Regions from separate parts of the Mus musculus genome. Here region 1 is linked to region 2. A link is a contact called in public HiChIP or PLAC-seq data. All regions are on one chromosome and are shown on one strand. Each heading gives the region's core, a stretch centred on a gene start, on an enhancer-like site or on the middle of the called end of the contact. The rest is flanking DNA. Distances are from core to core; before and after follow the strand shown. Region 1 overlaps Xrra1 (X-ray radiation resistance associated 1). Region 2 overlaps Neu3 (neuraminidase 3).

What was found. HiChIP or PLAC-seq counts read pairs in DNA pulled down with a chosen protein or histone mark.
Region 1: a contact with region 2 is called in an H3K27ac HiChIP or PLAC-seq map of double positive thymocytes, with 2.3 times the contacts expected there. The contact joins two enhancer-like sites. A contact is called at or near these places in 2 of 484 Hi-C or Micro-C datasets (double positive thymocytes and embryonic stem cells), 4 of 115 datasets of contacts at active chromatin or transcription factors (bone marrow-derived macrophages, double positive thymocytes and embryonic stem cells) and 4 of 9 other capture datasets (adipose tissue, embryonic stem cells, liver and 1 more).

The regions. Positions count from the first base shown.
Region 1 is chr7:99,908,783-99,915,358 of GRCm38.p6, forward strand. It overlaps Xrra1 (X-ray radiation resistance associated 1), which reads left to right. Exons shown (of 19, transcript NM_001164258.1): 13 at 2,186-2,279; 14 at 3,015-3,130; 15 at 5,385-5,708. Among named protein-coding and RNA genes, the nearest start is that of Gm38405, 5.7 kb to the left of the region's middle. Within about 2 kb of position 2,434, at least 7 of the 459 cell types and tissues checked have an H3K27ac peak or open chromatin away from gene starts, as enhancers often do. A contact at or near this core is called in double positive thymocytes, where this site is marked.
Region 2 is chr7:99,818,178-99,824,794 of GRCm38.p6, forward strand. Neu3 (neuraminidase 3) reads right to left here. Exons shown (of 3, transcript NM_016720.2): 2 at 5,145-5,356. The coding sequence starts at 5,351. Among named protein-coding and RNA genes, the nearest start is that of Neu3, 6.9 kb to the right of the region's middle. Within about 2 kb of position 4,409, at least 38 of the 459 cell types and tissues checked have an H3K27ac peak or open chromatin away from gene starts, as enhancers often do. A contact at or near this core is called in double positive thymocytes, where this site is marked.

The DNA.
Region 1 (6,576 bases), core at 1,184-3,683, 89 kb after region 2:
AGGTTATCCCTAGAACCGGACCGTGTCCCTGACATCATTTGACTCACCTCATAGGGAGCAGGCTAGTCTGAGCCAGATTCTGCTTGCCAGTAAATCAGAAAGAACCCTGCATCATGCCTTTGAGCTAGGGCTTGGTATCACAGAACAGAACATAAGACACACCCTGCCTGTCACTCAAGATGCCACTCCTTATTTTAGTTATAAACAGGGTCTTGACTGAATTCATTTATATTTCTACTCCTGCGTTTGTAGAACTTACCTCTCCCTGCCTGGTTTGCCCACAGAGGCTTTGTGCCACCCTGGGCCACCCTGACACACACACCATAGGTAGATTAGGCCTCCTCTGAACCACAGCTTTTTGTAATGTGTTTTCAGCGTTGACGATTAAACCTTGAACCTCTCACATCCACCAAGTCACATTCCCAAACCCAGTCATTTTGTTTTAAGGGCCAGACCATATATGTATACACACTTATATTGTCTACATAGCTCTGCAAAGGCAATATGAACACAAAGGGGAAGATGGTGATCTATTGAAATGTGGGTGAACTGAGTTTGCCACCTCTGGTCTTGGCACAGCCTCTGGACTGAATGACTTTTACATTTTCATGTGCATTCAACAAGGATAGCATTTCATGAAATATTTACAATATGAGGAATCAAATTTCAGAGACATAAATAAAGTTTTCATGGAAAAGAAACACTTGGGCTCTTTGCTTATGAACCGCCCAGGGCTGCTTTGAGGTTATACGAGCAGGCCTGAGTCAAGAGCAGAGACTCTGTGTCCCAGTCCTTACCACCAGGCTCTTGACAGGAAGGCTTGGTGGCCCATGCTCTACACTCGGAGCTCTAGAGGATCAAGTGCTGGGCTGGCAGAGGGAGACCCATGAGAGATGCCATTTGCTTCAGGAGCCAAACTTTTGTGTCTGTCCTTACCTTCTGTCTTTGGGTTTCCATTACTGTGAAGAGACACCATATAATTGGGGCTGGCTTACAGTTTCAGAGATTTAGTCTATTATTGTCATGGCAGGAAGCATGGCAGCACCCAGGCACACTTCTAGAGAGTTTCCTAGAAGGAGCTGAGAGTTCTACATCTTGATCTGAAGGCACCCACAAGGAGATTCCCTTCTGTAGGCAGCTAGGAGGAGGGTCTTTTTTTACACTTGGCAGAGCCTGAGCACTAAGAGACACAAAGCCCACCTACCCAGAGACACACTTCCTCCAACAAGGCCATACCTCTTAATAGTGCCACTTCCCATTGGCCAAGCATGTTTAGACCACCACACCCTCTCACCCTTGTGCCTGAATCCAATCCCACTCTGGGCTCCTCTGATGCCAATAGCCCTGATTCCCCTCTACTGTTATCCCCATGTTCTTGTTACTCTACTCAACAATGAGTGTGTGATTTTTGTCATGTAGAGTCTGGCCTGACAACCTACAGGCTAAGTACACAGGGGCACAGTAGCTCCTGCCTTCCCGCCATCCATGGCATGTCCCTTGTGCTCAACTTTATCCCATTGACCGTCTTCATTGGGTATATTGATGCCTGGGACTGATGGGAAGGAGAGGCCAGAAGTGTTGCTGATGGAATGCTGGAGTGTGCAGGCTTGCTGTAAGGAGGACTAGTTACATACAAAGTCAGTGCTGTGCCAGCCCTTGAGGCTCTTTCAGAGAAATGCTTTTGATTAATTGGTCATCAGTGGCCTTGATGCTTTCATATCCAGTGTAGATAAGTGATTTTTAACTATTAAAAATGCAGCAATGGGGGCTGGAAAGGTGGCTCAGCTGTTAAGAGCACTGGCTACTCTTCCCGAGGACCCAGGTTCAGTTCCTAGCACCCTTGTGGTAACTCACAACCAAGTGTAATCTAACACCAATTCCAGAGAGATCCACTGCCCTCTTCTGGCCTCTGAGGTCACTGTACACATGTGGTGCAGACATGTGCAGGCAAAACACCCATACACATAAAATAATAACAATTATTTTTAAAGCGTGAAGCAGTTGTGGCAGGATTTGTGAACAGGAGGGCAAAGTGTTCTGGGCCTGCGCAGGCAATGGTGTGGGGATCGGGTGTTGCCTACTGTCTATCACTCCCTCCCCATCTGCTCTGCAGCCCATCCTTGCTAGCCAGCCTCTCCCACCTGGGTGGGGAGCATCCAGTAACATGTCTCCTGTGCTTTTCCAGATCGCAAAGGAGGATGCCGTCCTGCCAGCAGCTCTCTTCCCCTCCCTCTGTGAGCTTGTCTTCCATAACAACCCTTTGGTAGCACACACACGAGGTATGGTGGCCACATGTCTGTCCCCCAACCCAGTGTTCAGTGTTAGCCCTAGAACTTTGATTCTCGACTCTTAGGTGAAAGTGGGGACACGCTGGTGGGGAGTGAGAGGTGGGGTGGGAAGAAGAGGAAGGCTCAGCGACCCTGGAGAATGTAGGACACAGCTGGCATTGCTGGGCACCTGCTCTGCACCTGCTTGCCCTGACAGCAACTGTGGTGAGCAGGCATTAACCTCAAGAACCTTGGTGGAAACCAAAGCTCACAGCAGTCATGATCTGCTCATGGTCACTCCAGAAAAAAGCTGGGACTTTTGAATCCTCGAGCCCTTACTCCAGCTCTTTAGGCTGCACCCTGGTTGTAGAGCAGGTCTGTGTGGTCTCATCTCCATTTCTCATCTGGGGTTGGCCCAGCTGCTGGACTAGCTCTGCCAAGCAGCCTGAATGCAGTTTTGTTGTGGTGCCCACCGTCTCCTGGCCAAGACCTAACAGCTGGAGGTACATTGGAGTCCTGGGCTTGCTGTGACAACAGTGGAAGTGCTAAGTCTGGCTAACTTTGTTACCTTAGCCTGTCTATCAACTTTCCTTGCTTATAGAAGGAGAACGATATGGCACCTACTTCCTAGAGTTGAAAGGAGAATACAATTACATTAACACAGGCAAAGCAATCTGAACAATGCCAGACACACAGTAAGCCCCAGGAGACACTAGTTAATTGTCATCTTATTTTCCTTCATACCAGGGATCCCACCACTGCTGAAAAGCTTCCTCCAGGATCGCCTGGGCATCCGCTTAGTTCGAAAGAAACTGGTAAAACCTAAACACCATATGTTGATGCCTCGGAAGGAGTCACGGAAGGTAAGCCTTCCAACAGGACCTTGGCCTCGGAGAAATGGGAGCCTGGTTTAACATGCACTCAACTGGGCATGAGAGCCCTGCTCCCCAGCCAAACCTGGACCCTCTCCATCGGCTCCAGTGCCTTCTCCTTTTCTTGTTAAACATTGGAGCAGGGGTGATAAGACGAAGAGCCCCAGCAAGAGGAGGGTAGACAGAGAGCCTTGGCGGTCACTAAGTCAGTGACCTCCTAATTCTCACAGAGAAACTAAGGGCTCGAGAAGTAGGGAGGAACCAACCTTGAAGTTGGAAGACCCATCACTGTCCATAGTTGTCTGGACTAGGCAAGAGTTTAGATTTTTGAGCCGCTGTTATTTTAGCTCCTCTGGAGCCTCCCAGAGCTCCTGAAAGGGATGGATGGAAGGAGACATGAAGCTGGATTACAGAGCCCAAGTCCTTAGCCACACGAGTTCCTGACACAAGTTACAGCTCAGACAGCAGGACCAGAAGCACAGGCGGCCTGATTCCTCTCACGCCTGCATCTCCTAGGCTGGCCTCGCAGGCCGTCAATTAGTAATTACCATCCTCTTGATCTGAAGAAATTAAAAAAATCTTTGAGAAGCTCCTGTCTTCTAGCTCAGACACTGATGGACCCCAAAGGTAGACACATCTGTCCCTTGCTCCATCCGCTCTGCTGCAGCTCTGTCCAACCAGGCTCTTAAGCCCTCAGAGGAGCACAGCAAGGGTTTAAAGCCAGAAATAGAAAGTCCTAGGGTTTCCCTTGCCTGCTCTGAGGATCTGCCACATCCCTGCCTGTCTGCCATCTGGGGAGGCGATGCTCATGAGCTAGGTGCTCAGTACAGGCCTCTTAAGGCACTCTGTGGCCAGCACTCTGCGGAGCTCACACACCTCTGCCCTTGCTTACCTCCTGAGAAAACAGGCTCAGAATAGTGCACCAGCTCACTAGATACGTGTGCTGGACTTAGGGTGGCCCCTACCCTAACCCTGTCATCCTGTTCAGGGTCCTGAGTAGCTGAGATATTAATATTAGTAAACACAAGCACCAGCTTGCAGGAAACAAAACAGTAGTGGGCACATCTACAGTTGACCCACCACTTGACCCCAGAACATGGCTTAGGCCTGACACTAGCTGGGGATAGCCTTAGTGCAGAAGAGACAAAGGTTCCAGGCCATGCGTGCCCTTGTACGCAGTCATGGGCAGGTAGAGAGAATGGAGAACACACTTGGTGGGCTTCTCCCTGTGAGGACACAAGAGGCAGATGGACCAGACTAGTCCTGAGGGCAGGGGCTCAGGCCACCAGTGAGCCAGGGATGGAGAGTGTCAATTCACCCTGTGAGAAGGAATAAGGAAGTAAGGTAGGATTAAGATGCAGCCCCCCATCTCCCTCCTGGCAAGGACTTCCCCCTGTGACAGGTTTTGATGAACGTCCACACCCTTCAGGCTTCCATCTAAAACATGGACTCTACACATATCAAAAGGAAAACATTCTCTTAAAATGAGATTGATTTTGTTCCTCGGGTGTTGGATCTGGGTAGGTGTGTGTGTTTGGGGGGGGGGGGTCCTGCCCTGGTGGTAGGAGTAAGCAGCTACCAGGGATCCAACTGGGTCTCAGCCTGCATGTTCCTAAGTACAGTGCCCATGGCTTTCTATTCTGCTAGTCAGTCTGCTTGCACACACACACACACAGCCCCCACTCCCCCAGGGAGTCAGCACAGGAGGGATGGTGAGAGGCCCTGCCAGTTGAGGAAGTAATTCCACAGCTTCTGAGAAATTTGGCTCAGGAAAAGAAGGGCCACTCCCACCCACTCTAGGGCTCCCTGAGGAAAGCAAGCGGCATCCTGGTGAACCCTGAAGAGATGCTGCCAAGAACAGAGTGAGGCCTAGAGTCCAGGCCTCCAGGCAGAAGGGGCGGACTATGTCACTGACTGGGAGTCAGTGCCCGGGAGACAGGGTTCATGTTCCTTTGGTAATTTACCAAATTTACACTGCATGACAGAGCCCATGTGGAGGTCAGGAGATAACCTGTGGGAGCCAGTTCTCTCCTTCCAAGGTGTGAAACACAGGGGTCAAACTCAGCTTGTCAGGTGGCAGCAAGAACCCTTCCACACTGAACCTCTGTGGTGGTGTGGAGCGACGCTGTGTTCTCCGTGAGCATGTGTGATTGCTCTCTGCCTCCCCAAACTGCTCCCACTATACAACCCATCTGAGGCTGGTAGGGCTAGAGAGCAAATCCAACACAGCTTTTCTCTCATCCAGGTGAAGACCTACATCCCCAAGGTGCCGAAGCATTCTCTGGTCCCCCATCACCTCAACATGATCACAGACAGTCCTCCATCAAGTCTTATGCCGGAGCCCGAGCACTCCACTGAAGACACTTCTCACGAGGCACTGTTTGCCAATGAGGGCCCAGAAGGCCCTTCCCTAACTCACCGGGCCTTTGTGCCGATGCCTCCCATCTGTTCCGACTCCACCGTTCACAGCGAGGCAGTGTCCCACCAGAGCCATACAGCCGGCCTCGTGAGCTCAGAGCACCCATCAGATGATGACGCCAAGAGTACGGAGTCCATCTTCCTGACCCAGGTGACAGCCCCCAGCTGCCTCCACCCCCAGCTGCTGTGCCCACAGGTTCCTGCAGCCCCTGAGCAACCTGCACTGCTGTGGATTGCCCAGGGCAGGCAGGAAAGCCCAGAGGAAGTGCAGCTCTCGGGCAGCCTCCTGAGAGGCTACTCAGGACACAATGTCCTGTGGCATACATAGGCAGCATCTCAGATCTCACTGGGACCTGGTGCTGACCAGTCTGCAGAGGCTTGTCACTACCTGTCCCTCTCTGCTAAAAGGTACCCCACTTGTCATGCTTCCCTGGGTCCTGGGAACACAGGTGGCTCAGATGCAGGTGCCGCCTTCGAGGTGCTTATGCTCCGATGGGGAATCTGGTAGGAGCAGAGCCTGCCATCAGTGCTGAGAATGGGAGAACCCAGGGACAAGAACCTGAGGAAGGCTGCCTCCGCCTTCCAGGAGGGTATGGGAGGGTGGAGTGAGCTGCACTTCTCAGGCTAGAAGAGGGACACGGTGGAATACGGGCAGAGAGAGCAAGGAATACGGGCCAGGGAAAAACTCAAGCGGGATGTTTAGAACCGTGAGTATTCACTGTCCGTGCAGCAGTGTGGAGAGAGGAAATCAAGACTGAACACCCCCGCCCGACCTGAACGGCTCAGATCCCTAGTGCTCGAATGCTGACTTTTATGTGCTAACATATCCACAGGAGGAAATTTTGATGAAACTTTGTTTCATACCTAAAACCATTTAAGATGTATGAAATTACCTTAGGGGTATGTGTATTCGATATACATGAAGCATATGCAAATTTTATGTATAGACTTGGGTCCAGTGCCAAGGTATCTCATCTTGTCAGGTAAATGTTCTAAAAAGCAAACAGCTCTAACTCCAG
Region 2 (6,617 bases), core at 3,159-5,658:
TTCAGGTCCCCAGCTGCCCTGCCTCCCACTCCAACTCCAGGGAGCAGCCAGCGGGTCACAGTGGTCCTGCCCATGGACCTGGAGCCTAGGGAGAAATGAGCTCGGAAAACCGGAGCAAGAGAGGGGTGGTCCCTGAAAAGTCAGTGGCCCTGGATGTCTAAAGAGAAAAAGAGGAGGTGGCTGCTAAAGAGAAAAAGAGGAGGCGGCTGTGGGAGTAGCTGGCCAAGAGCGCTGCAGGTTTCCCTGATTGCTTCTCATTCCCCTGTCCCTTGCATCCCGTCTCTTGTTAACAGAAAAACTGCTTTCACTTTAAGATAAAGTGCCGGTTGCAGCCAGCTGTGAGAGCTGCACTCCCTTCTCTGCTCTGAAGTTCCCTCTTCTCATAAGGCCCTGCCCTGAGCTGCTTAGAGTGAGTCTGTTTCAAGTTCCAGTGAGGGAGGCAACCGCCCACTTGGGGCTTCTGTCCAAGGTAAGGAGCACCTGCGAATCTAACTGCCAGGCTCTGATGGGGGTCTTGTCTCTGTGGGACTAGAAAGTGCCCCAACAATCTGACCAAGGTAACAGGAAGTTACAAAAGTAAAGGACTGGGTAAGTCGATAAGAAAGTGCAGAGAAAGAGAAACAAAAGAAAGATAGAGCAAAGATTCAGCAGACTCAGAAGAGATAGGTTAACAGTGAGGAGAGGTAGAAATAGAGATGAAGGAGATTAGAGAGGTCTGAGATGAGAGAGATACTCTAAATGAGAAATATTTAGAGGAAGAACCAGTAAATAAGAGTCAGACAAGAAGAAGAGTTAAGGAAACATGAGGCTGACAAAGACAGAGACCAGAGTCAGAATCAGAGATGTGCTGTGAGACAAAAAGATATATATATGTAGAGAGAGAGAGAAGATTATTATGAGATCTCCATTACAGTTAGGAAACAGGAGTAAAGAGAGGTAAATGACAAAGACTAAAACCTAGCAAAGTGGCACATGCTAGCACTTAGAAATGATCTGTAAGAAATAAGAAGCCAGAAAATTAAAAAAAAAGATAAGAGAAATGAAATGCTGGTCACAAAAGTCAGGAAAATTAGAAAACAAAAGAAAGCTTTTGGCTAAAGATCAATGTGTTTACTGTTAAGAAAAAGAGCACTGGGTGAGAGACTGCCCTAACAAAAAGAAAAGGAGCCCCCCTCATGACCAAACCCTTCACCTGTTCGTGACTAAAAGTAAAAAGATAGCAAAAGGGGTGCTAACACAGAAGCTGAGTCTTTAGAAGAGACCGGTGGCCTACCTGTTGAAGCAGCTAGAAAAGAGACTGTGTTTCATATTCCTCCACCAACCAGTGCAAAGCAAGTTAAAAAAGTTCCTGGGCACTGCGGGCTTTTGCAAATTGTGGATTCCAGGTTTTGCTAAATTAAAAAGATAAACAACCCTTCGTATATAAAAAATAAAAAACAATCTTGGATGGCCTTGGATGCTATTAAGACTGCCCTAATGTCGTCCCAGCTTTGGGACTCCTAGATGTGACTGAAAACAACGTTTTTGCCAAAGAGGTTCTTACTCAGAGATTGAGACCCTGGAAAAGACCTGTGGTATACTTGTAAGAAATTAGACCTGGTGACTGTAAGATGGCCTGCTTGTCTGCATATTGTGGCTTCTGGTCAAGGATGCAGATAAATTGACTCTGAGACAAAACTTGGCACATGCCCTAAAAAGTGTGGTTCAGCCCCCCTGACTGATGGACACATTATCAGAGCTTTTTGTTGACTGAACGAGTGACCTTCACTCCCCCTGCTTACCTGCCGAGACTTCACCTACTCATCACTGTGCTGACATTCTGGCAGAATAAACTCATACTCGAAATGATCTGAAGGATCAGATCAGCCTTGGCCTGAGAGTTTGAGCTGGTACAGGGATGGCAGTAGCCTCGAGGTTGAAGGTAAGCGGAAGGCGGGGACAACAGTGCAGTGGTGGACAGAAAGCAAGTGATCTAGGCCAGCAGCCTCCCTAAAGGGACTTCAGCCCAGAAAGCTAAACTTGTGGCTTTGATACAAGCTCTATAAATGGTAAAAGAAAAGTCTACACTGACAGCAGGTATGCTTTTGCCACTGTACAGAGCAATATACAGACAAAGAGAGCTGTTGACATCTGCAGAGAAAGACCTAAGATGCTGTGGCTAAAAGAAATCAGATGACAAATCTAACCGTCAAACAGGCATCCTAAAGAGCAATGATCCTGACAGTCTGAAGACTATCAAGTTATAGACAAATTAAGACTGGTAAAAGAAACCCTGTATGAAATAGTAGAAACTGAAGAAAGAAAACTAGTCCTCTCATGAGAAGACAGACCTGACATCTACTGAAAAATAGACTTTACTGAGAAAAATATGTGTATGAATACCTTCTGGTTTTTGTGAACGTTCTCAAGATAGATAAAAGCTTTTCCTTGTAAATCTGAGACTGCTCAGATAGTCATCAAGAAGACTATTAAAAACATTTTTCCAAGGTTCCGAGTGCCAAAAGCAATAGTGTCAGATAATGGCCCTGCCTTTGTTGCCCAGGTAAGTCAGGGTGTGGCCAAGTATTTAGAGGTCAAATGAAAATTGTATTATGTGTACAGACCTCAGAACTCAGGACAGATAGAAATAATGAATAAAACTCTAAACAGACCTTGACAAAATTAATCCTAGAGACTGACACAGACTTACTTGGTGCTCCTTCCCCTTGCCCTGTTTAGAACTGAGAATACTCCCTCTTGATTCAGTTTTACTCTTTTTGAGATCCTTTATGGGGCTCCTATGCCCATCACTGTCTTAAATGATGTGTTTAAACCTATGTTGTTATAATAATGATCTGTATGCTAAGTTAAAAGGCTTGCAGGTGGTGCAGAAAAAAGTCTGGTCACAACTGGCTACAGTGAACGAGCCGGGTACCCCAAAGACATCTCACCAGTTCCAGCCAGAGATCTGATCTACGTACACCTGCGTCATGCTGAGACCCTCAAGCCTCACTAGATGGGTCCCTGCCTAGTTCTGTTTACTAATCCGTCTTATTCTGTTTTTGTTCCCATGTTAAAGATAGAGTAAATGCAGTATTCTCCACATAGAGATATAGACTTCTGAAATTCTAAGATTAGAATTACTTAGTAGAAGAAGAGGGGAATGAAAGAAAGATGAAATTTCAAGACCTGTAAGTCATATAAAGTACTCAGAAATTGCTGGTTGTTTGTGAGCCTAGAGGCTGCCTGGGGCTGAGAAAAGAGAAAAACAAACCTGGGTATGCCTCGTAGTTAAAACATTCCTGGGAACATCTTGACCATAAGATAAAGGGGACTGTGAAGACATAGCAGGGCTATCTGAACTGAGTCAACAACTCACAGAACTCTGACACCCTGCTCGTACATGTAATTTTTCTGTTAATGTTTGAATAAGCCAATAGTGTGTCGCTATGCTGAATTCCACACCCCTAAGCCCCTTACCCCATAAAACCCCCTAGCTTTCGAGCCTCGTGGCTGGCATCCGTTATCTCCTGTGTGGGATACATGTCGGTCTGGAGCTCCATAATTAAACGTCCTCATGTAATTACAACAAGATGGGTCCTCGTGTTTCTTTGGGTGCTCTCACACTCCCAAGACTAGAGTGGGGGTCCCCGAAAGGGGGTCTTACACAGACCACTGTGAAAGATGTCTAGTGTTGAGTTCTTACGAGGCAGTTCACATTATCAACTACATGCTGTAAGTGATAAAGCAGAGAACACTCAAGGACCCAAGTTCAGAAATCCAACAGGGTACACTGACTGGCCCGGCTAGTTTTAAGTCAACTTGATACAAGCTCCAGCTTGTATCTGAAAGGAGGGGATCTCAACTGATAAAATGCTTCCACAAGATCCAGCTGTAAGGCATTTTCTTAATTACTGATTGAGAGGTGACAGCCCAGCCCATGAGAAAGCAGGCTGGGTGAGCCAGTCAGCACCACCCCTCCATGGCCTCTGCATTGGCTCCTGCTTACAGGTTCCCACCCTGTTTGAGTTCCTACCCTGACTTTTCTCAGTGCTGGACTGTTACCTGGAAATATAGGATGAAATAAACCCGATTCTCCCCCAGGTTGCTTTGGTCATGGTGTTTCATCATAGCAAGAGTCAGCAATCCTAACAAGGACACTGACTCAAGCTATGCCCCTAACCACTAAGCTAGAAGCTGCTCATGAAATCAGATTTCTATATCGAGAAATGTTTTTCCTAATTTCAAAAGTCGGTGCAGTGACGAGAAAACACGGGAACCATGGGACTGCTGGACAATGAGGTTCTGCAACACATTCTGCAAGAGCAACCAGGAAAACAAAACAAGCAATGCCCTTGTTTAGCAGCTCACTGGCCGCACCAGCAAGAGAAGCGACACAGGTGGTGTCTGTCCTAGAGAAAATGAAACAGCTAGGCCTCAGGCTCTGACAGGCCACAGGGCGGGGCCTCTGTGGGGTCTGATCTGCCAAGCTACTGATATACAGTAAAGAACTGGCAAGTCCCCAAACTACAAAATCCTCAGAAGGAATTGGGAACCACTGCCATTTAAAGCAAGGACAGAGGCTCAGCAGAGTCCCATCGTCACTGTGTCAGTGTGACATGGCAAAGCACCCACTTTGGATATGATGCTCAGACTGTAAGAGGTAGAAAAGCAGGCAGATTCAGGGATGGAGTACTCGGCAAAGCTGAGGAAACGGTGCTTCCTTCCTTGGGTGGTTTTACCAGGGCATAGGAACAAAAGGCAGGCCACGCCAGGTCTGAATGAACCAGAGGTCTTGGGCCTGAGTCTGAAGTATGTTTCTCTGCTGGATTATGGATACATGACTTAGAATAAGTGACAAGGCCTTCGAGCCTCATTCCCCCACATGCCAGACACGACTGACATCAAAGCCTAGGATACAGAAAGGCTGTGGAGATGCTATGTATCCCAGTAAAAGCCTTCCCTTTCTTAGCTACCCACACCAAGTTTTACTGGCAAAGGTGGGGAGAAAAGAAGAGACCCGGAAGTGCATTCAGCTCTGAGAGAAGATGAGGCCTGTAGCAGTGAATTAGTTAAACCGCTCTGGTTCCCAGTGAGCTAAACTAAGGCAGAGCATTAGAACCAGTTCCCATCAGAACCCCATGCCCGTATCTGGGATGAGTCACCTGTACAGAGCGCCCCTTCATCAGCCCTCGTCTGAGCACCAGGCAGGCAGCATCCTCATCTCTGACTGAGGTCCGCTTCTCTGCAAAGGCCAGGAAGGTGTGGGTGGGAGGAAGGTACAGCAGGGCTGGGATCCGGTAGGTCACCCCACTCTGTTCTTCCTGCTGGAACAGGGTGCTGCTGAGGGAGTAGGGTGGGACTTCCTCCATGGCTTCTGTAAGGACAGGAAACAGTTCAGTGTGGGTCTGCATACAGGTTCCTGCTCATTTCATTGCCGAGGGCACACAGCGGGTACTTGAATGTCTACTTCTTCAGATAAAGAGAACATCATAGCATCAACTGCCCAAAGCAGATATCATGCACCCTCATGCAACAACTCTGTTCTCTAGATACGTCCATTGGGTTCCCAGGTTACTCAAATTAATTTGAGTAACATTCGAGATTAACAAAGCACCAGGAAAGCTTTCTCCCCATCCTGAAGCCTCAGAAAAAAGACAGCCTGCTTTCTCATCTGTGCCAGTAAGAGGGCTTTGTCCTCTAGTCACTGTGTGAGGGGTGCACACAACAGAGGGTGGAGATTCTCAAGGGACGCATCTTGGTGCTGTGATCTCAGTTCTGGGTGGTCTAATGCATGTAGACCTGTAGCTTTGGCTGGGGTGACAAGTGTGTTAAAAGCCACACTCTTGCATGTGACCCGCTGTGTGTAGCTCAAGGGATTGCTACTCTGGCTCTGGGTTTGCTCTTACTCTCAGCCCCTTGGAGATTATTTTTTTTTTCCGCAAATTCAGCTACATGGGTCTTTGTGAAAGTCTAGCTGCCATTTGCTAGGCTAGCAGGTCTGTGACACTAATAGTAGAAGCCTCCAGAAACTGAAATAGCCCAAAAGCCCCACTCCCCAGAGGCCACAAAAGGGACTCAGGCCAAACAGAAAAAAATAAACTTTAAGATTTAAGCTTCTTTCAAATTATCTGTTATCCAATGCCCATATTCAAACAATTTATACAAGAAAGGAAGGAAGGAAGGAAGGAAGGAAGGGAGGAAGGGAGGAAGGAAGGAAGGGAGAGAGAGAGGGAGAGAGAAAGAAAAGAAAGGAAAAGAAAATAAAGAAAAGGAAGAAAGGAAGGAAGGAAGAAAGAGAGAAAGAAAGAAAGAAAGAAAGAAAGAAAGAAAGAAAGAAAGAAAGAAAGAAAGAAAGAAAGAAAGGGAGGAGGGAGAAAGGGAAGAAGGGAAGAAAGAATGAAGAAAGGAAGGAAGGAAGGAAGGAAGGAAGGAAGGAAGGAAGGAAGGAAGGAAGGAATCCATAAGAGCTAGGCCAATAAATCCTCCCTCAGTATTTATTCAATAAACATTTCTGGGCCTACATATATTAGGCCCTTACACTGGTGTTGAGGAGACACCTGTTCTCAAGGTTAGAACGAATGAGGGGGGAGATACACACAAAGATAGATATGAAGCAGTGAGCATTGTCTTAGAGA